2 separate regions of the Mus musculus genome follow, and region 2 is linked to region 1. Evidence: chromatin contacts called from public Hi-C data. All regions are on one chromosome and are shown on one strand. The core of a region is the stretch at or near the end of the contact, and the rest is flanking DNA. Distances in the headings are between cores, read along the strand shown. Region 1 overlaps Pdxdc1 (pyridoxal-dependent decarboxylase domain containing 1). Region 2 overlaps Marf1 (meiosis regulator and mRNA stability 1).

Evidence for each region. A called contact is a pair of places that touch in the nucleus more often than the background predicts.
Region 2: a contact with region 1 is called in a Hi-C map of the HPC-7 cell line, with 2.3 times the contacts expected there. The contact joins two enhancer-like sites. A contact is called at or near these places in 2 of 39 promoter capture datasets (the 3T3-L1 cell line and neural stem cells), 23 of 484 Hi-C or Micro-C datasets (the 3T3-L1 cell line, 3T3-L1-derived adipocytes, the C10 cell line and 11 more), 6 of 115 datasets of contacts at active chromatin or transcription factors (embryonic stem cells and pancreatic cancer cells) and 4 of 9 other capture datasets (adipose tissue, embryonic stem cells, liver and 1 more).

What each region holds. Positions count from the first base shown.
Region 1 is chr16:13,846,958-13,849,925 of GRCm38.p6, reverse strand. It overlaps Pdxdc1 (pyridoxal-dependent decarboxylase domain containing 1), which reads left to right. Exons shown (of 23, transcript NM_053181.3): 14 at 2,137-2,200. Among named protein-coding and RNA genes, the nearest start is that of Ntan1, 29 kb to the right of the region's middle. Within about 2 kb of position 1,550, at least 20 of the 459 cell types and tissues checked have an H3K27ac peak or open chromatin away from gene starts, as enhancers often do. A contact at or near this core is called in the HPC-7 cell line and bone marrow-derived macrophages, where this site is marked.
Region 2 is chr16:14,133,787-14,136,754 of GRCm38.p6, reverse strand. The region is part of intron 13 of Marf1 (meiosis regulator and mRNA stability 1); the gene reads left to right. Among named protein-coding and RNA genes, the nearest start is that of Marf1, 24 kb to the left of the region's middle. Within about 2 kb of position 1,529, at least 36 of the 459 cell types and tissues checked have an H3K27ac peak or open chromatin away from gene starts, as enhancers often do. A contact at or near this core is called in the HPC-7 cell line and bone marrow-derived macrophages, where this site is marked.

The sequences.
Region 1 (2,968 bases), core at 301-2,800:
TCTATTTCCTTCGGGGTTGTAAGTCTATTTAAATTGTTTATCTGATCTTGATTTAACTTTGATAAGTGGTTTCTATCAAGAAAATTGTCCATTTCTTTTAGATTTTCCAATTTTGTGGAATACAAGTTTTTTAAGTATGACCTAATCATCCTTTGACTTGTTATTTTCGTCTCTGATTTTGTTAATTTGGATGCTCTGTCTTTTAGTTGATTTGGATAAGGGTTTGTCTAGTTGATTTTCTCTCTTTGTTTCTTTGATTCTTTGTTTCTAGTTTATTGCTGTCAGCCCTAAGTTGGTTATGTCTTACTGTCTACTCCTCTTGGTTTGTTTGCTTCGTTTTGCATTGTACACTTCTCTTTTGGCTTTGCTGGTGTGAGATTATTTCCTGCTTTGTGACTTGCAGTTAACCTCCTTGTGTTGGTGTTTTCCTTCTCGTACCTTCTGTAGGGCTGGATTTGACTTTGTTATGGAATATCTTGTTTTCCTCATCTATGGTAATTGAAAGTTTTGCTGGGGATTAGTCTGGGATGGCCCCTGTGTTCTTTTAGAGACTGAAGACATGTCCAGGCCCTTCTGTTATGTGACTTTTTAGTTCCTCCATGCTTGTGGAACTTACCCGTTCTGCTTAAACAATAAATCCTTATTCCCGTAAAGGCACTAATAATTTTGTTTATATGAAAGTTAGAGGGGCTGGCAAGATGGCTCAGCGAGTAAAAGCACTGACTGCTCTTCCGAAGGTCCTAAGTTCAAATCCCAGCAGCCATGTGGTGGCTCACAACCACCTGTAATGAGATCTGTCACCCTCTTCTGGTCTGAAGTCAGCTACAGGGTACTTATGTAAGATAATAAATAAAATCTTTGGGCCAGAGCAAGCAGGGACTGAACGAGTGAAGTTGACAGAAGTAAGCAGAGGTCCTAAAATCCAATTCCCAACACCACATGAAGGCTCACAACCATCTGTACAGCTACAGTGTACTCATATACATAAAATAAATCTTTTTAAAAAAGAAAGTTAGAGATGAGAGATATGAAAGCATTATAAGTACCCAGCTCCACAAATAATTAGCAAATGTAAATGTAACCCTTGCCTAATCAGAATGTCATCCACTTATCTCCTTAGAGTATTAGTAGAGCCAGGCCTGGTAGTACACACCTTTAATCTCAGCACTTGGGAGACAGAAGCAGGGCGATTACTCTTAAGTTCAAGACCAGCCTGGTTTACATACTGAGTTCCAGGCCAGCTACACAGTAAAACCTTCTCTCTCAAAACAATAACCTAAAAAAAGTTAGAAAAATCGATGGGCCAGCTGCTTCCTGTGTGTGCATAGAAACTTCCTTGTTGTGGTTTTACTGATAAGTTTATCAGCCACAGCATAATTTAATTACAAAAGGATTCAAAGCTTCAGTGATAGATTACAACTGTTAAATACTGAAAGAAAGCATCCCCAGAGCTGATCCCAACAAAAAAGCCTGCCTCAGATTGTTGCTTGGTTGTGTGGTAAAGCCTGGTGGTTGGCTGACTGTGGAGAGGGAAGTACATGATGCCAGAGTAATGCAGTCTACTCTGCAGTGTTATCATTGTCATCTATTAGGAGAGACATTGAGCCACTCGTCTGACAATACCCTGGTAGTTTTTAAGCTGCCAGTATGAGCATTGCTCATATTGTTCTGTTATAAAAGATAATGAAAGATTTTCTTTTAAATTCCTGAGTATAAAAAGTTCTTGATTTAGGCTGAAGAAATGACTCTGCAGTTAGGAACAGTTGCTTTTCTTGCAAAAGACCCAGGTTTGGTTCTCAGCACCTATATAATGGCTCACACTATTCTGAAACTCCATTTCCAGGATATCCAGTATCCTTTTCGGGCCTCTGTGGGTACCAAGCATAACTTGGTTAACTCATACACTTTTTTTTTTTAAGTTGCTCGTTTATGCATGACTTCATAGAGTCTGTTGGGTCAAGAGAGGGAGGGACCATCATTTTCATTGGTCACCTCAGGCCAGTTACACCCTTTGAGCCTTTTAATGTTTGTGTATAAGCAGCATTTCTGCCTATTTTCTTTCCAAAGATACTGTCTTATCCCGCTGATGTTTAGCCCTATCTTCAGTGTTGTAACAGCACAGTTCTCTTTTTGCAGGTGGAAGATGAGCTCAGTTCTCCAGTAGTGGTGTTCAGGTTTTTCCAGGAATTACCAGCCTCAGGTAGGTGATTAAAAATTTTTTTATGCCAGGTGTGGAGGTATAGGCCTTTAATCCTAGCACTAGGGAGACAGAGGCAGGCTGTGAGCTGGGATACTAGCCTGATCTACAGAGTGAATTCCAGTATAGCCAGGGCTACACAGAGAAACCCTGTCTCAAAAAACCAAACTGTGTGTAAGATGTGTGTGTGTGTGTGTGTGTGTGTTCATGGCTTTAAATTTAATATCATATAAAATTAAGTTCTATATGTTTTTATTTTTTTATTGATAAAGTCTTCACTCATGGAAAAGTATAACAGTTTCCACAAGCACGCTAAGTGCCTGTGACTAAACCAAAGACTCTGCAACCCTACCACATAGCCTGGGCTGAGCCAGCTAAAGGGCAGTGCTTAGAAAGAAGAGTCGCTAACTTACAACATTGGCTTTGCTTTCAAAATTCCTTTAAGGAGAGTGACTTTTTAAAAACTGTAAATAAGCTATTGTATTTCTAGGCATGGTTTTAGGAGTCACATTGAGGAAGGAAAGGTGTGGACTTCAAACCTCTTATTCCCCTGCTAGCTTTCAGCCCCTAAGCTGCTTCTCAAGTATTGTGATATAGGAGAATAGATCTAAGAGTCCATCTGTCTGTCTGTCTCTGTCTCCTCTTCTTCCTCTCACTCTCTCTCCTCCCCTACCCTCCTCCCCTACCCTACCATCTTGTTCAGGCTGGCCTGGAACTTGCTTTATAAACTAGATTAGCCTGAAACTCACAATGAGTAACCTGCCTGTGCCT
Region 2 (2,968 bases), core at 280-2,779, 290 kb before region 1:
CATAGTTAGGGTTTTGTTGCTATGAGGAGACACCATGACAATGACAGATTTTCTAAAGGAAAACATTGAATTGGGGCTGGCTTATAGTTTCAGAGGTTTAGTCTGTTGTCATCATCATTGCATGCAGGCAGACATGGTGCTATAGAGGTAACTAAGAGTTCTACTTCTGAATCCCTGGGCAGCAGGAAGATAGACACTGGGCCTGGCTTGAGACTCTGAAAATCTACCCTTAGTTAACATACGTCTTTCTGACAAAGCCAATTTTGTTCCAACAAGGACATATATAGGGGTCATTTTCATTCAAACCACTACATTCTACTCCCTGGCCCCCATAGACTTAATAGCCATTTCGTAATGCAAATTGCATTTACACCAAGTTCAAAAGTCCCCAAAGTCTATCACAGTCTCAACACTCCAGCATTCAAAGTCTCTGATACCCATGGCAGTCTCTTTAACTGTAATCTGGAAAATCAAATTAAAAAGGCAGATCACATACTTCTTTTTTGTTTGTTTGTTTGTTTGTTTTTTGATGCAGGATTTCTCTGTATAGCCCTGACTGTCCTGGAACTCACTCTGTAGACCAGGCTGTCCTCAAACTCAAAATCCACCTCCCTCTGCCTCCTTCTGTGATTAAAGGCGTACGCCACCACTGCCCGACTCAGATCACATACTTCTAACATACAGTGGCATAGACAATACCTTACCATTCCAAAAGGGAGGAATAGAATATAATGAGGAAATACTGCACCAAAGCAAGACTGAAAACCAGCTGGGCAAACTCCAAACTCTGCATGTCTGATGTCAGAATGCTCTTCAGATCTCTGACTCCTTTCAGCTTTCTTGACTGCAGCAGCACACTTCTTTCTCTTGGGCTGGTTCCATTCCGTGTTATCTGGTTTACTCGGAAAGTATCACATGGCTTTGGTATCTCCAATATTTTGGGGTCTCCACGGCATTCCAGGTGTCATCTTCACAGTCACACAGTGGCAATTTTATGCCATTGTGCAAGTACACTCCTGACATATGCTTGGTAAAACTAATTTCAATAACTTTCTCCTATTCTTGAGTCTAAGCCAGAACCATGTGGCCAAAGCTGCCAAATTTTACTGCTTCCTGGAGCTGGAACATGGTCGCTTATTTAATTACATCTTCAACAGCTTTCTGTTTTCAATGGTTTCTCTCTCTGCCTAAGCTTAGCTGTCCTGGAACTCACTCTGTAGACCAGGTTAATCTCAAATTCAAAGATCAACCGGCCTCTGCCTTCTGAGTGCTGGAATTAAAAGTGTGCACTGCCTGCCTGGCCAGAAGCTTTTCCTTAACTCCCTTTTTACATCTCTTTAATTCCTTTTCATAAAGTGGAAGGTTAGCTGGGTGAGGGCCTTGCCCTTTATGCCCTTTATTCCACTTAGCAACTTCTGTCTTAGTTAGGGTTTCTATTGCTGTGAAGAGACACTATGACTGTGGCAGCTCTTAAAAAGGAAAACATTTCGTTGGAGCTGGTTTAGTCTATTATTGTCACACAAGCATCTGAAACCTCAAAGCCTACCCCTCGTGACATACTTCCTCTCACAGGGCCATACTTCCTAACAGTACCACTTGGTAAGAGCTTATGGGGACTGTTTTCATTCAAACCATCATAGCTTCTAAAGCTAAGTCTTCTTGTCTGTCTGTCTGTCTTACATACTAGTTTATTATTCTTTCAGTGGTGTTTGTGAGCTTGCTCTATACTTTAGACAGGAATTAGAATCTTCCTAATTGTCCAATGTAAAGTAGATACATAGCAGGCATTAGTGGAATGAAAGGCTGAATGAGGCACTGCAGAAAATGTGGATTTGCATTTGTTCTGTATCCAAAGAGGTTTTTTTTTTAAAGGAAAGAGATCTCACAAAATCTTCTGTGAGTCAAAGAGAAATGTCAATGAAAAGGAGGTATAGGCAAGAGAGAGTGCTGCTTCAGAGGTCCAGCCAACAACAGCAAGGGGAGTATGCAGTTATTCTGAGTGATGAGCCGATTTGTGGATTAGAGGAACAAGGGGAAGAGAGGTGTGGTGGTAAGAACTGTTCTCAGGAAGAGGGAGAAAAGAGGCAATGTTCTATGCCAGTCAATTGTGTGCTGATGTAATTGGAGTACAAAGAACTATGACATAGAAATTTTAAGCCTCTTTGAGACCTGGTGGCTGGCATTTGGGAGTGGAGGCCAGAGGAGTTCGAGACATACTCATCTGTGCATTCCAGACATGAGATGGCTGTCTGAAAAAGTAAATAGATGGATGGATAGATGGTGGGTGGGCTAGAGTAGAGGTTCTCAAACCTGTATATAGTGACCCCTTTGGGGTTGAATGACCCTTTCACAGGGATAACATACCAGGTATCCTGCATATCAGGTAGCTACATTGCTATTCATAACAGTAGCAAAATTACAGTTATGAAGTAGCAACAAAAATAATTTTATGGGTAGGAGTCACCACAACATGAGGAACTGTATTAAAGGGTCACAGTATTAGGAAGGTTGAGAACCACTGGACTAGAGAGATGATTCAACAGTTAGGAGGAAAACTGACTGCTCTTGTAGTAGACCCAGATTCAATTCCCAGCACATGGCAGCTCACATCTACTTATAACTATCTGCAGTGGATCTGGCCCTTTTCTGACCTTCAAGAGCACCATACATACATGGTGCACAGACATATATGTAGGCAAAACATGTACATACATCAAAGAATAATTTTTAAAGACAGTCTTTTTTTTTTTTTTAAAGGACTGGTGTTGGGTAGGAAACAAGATGGCAGAGCTAAACATATGGGACATGTTTAACAGGAAGCAGTTTGTTGAGTAGAAGGTTGTGTTGGGTCTTGGTTTTGGACATAAAAGTTGTAGCGCATCCTTGGAATCTCAATGTAGAGAGAGTTGGAGTGCTATTTTGGAGGCTCTGTGTGAGTGATGTTGGCTCTGAAAGCAATAGCTGCTAT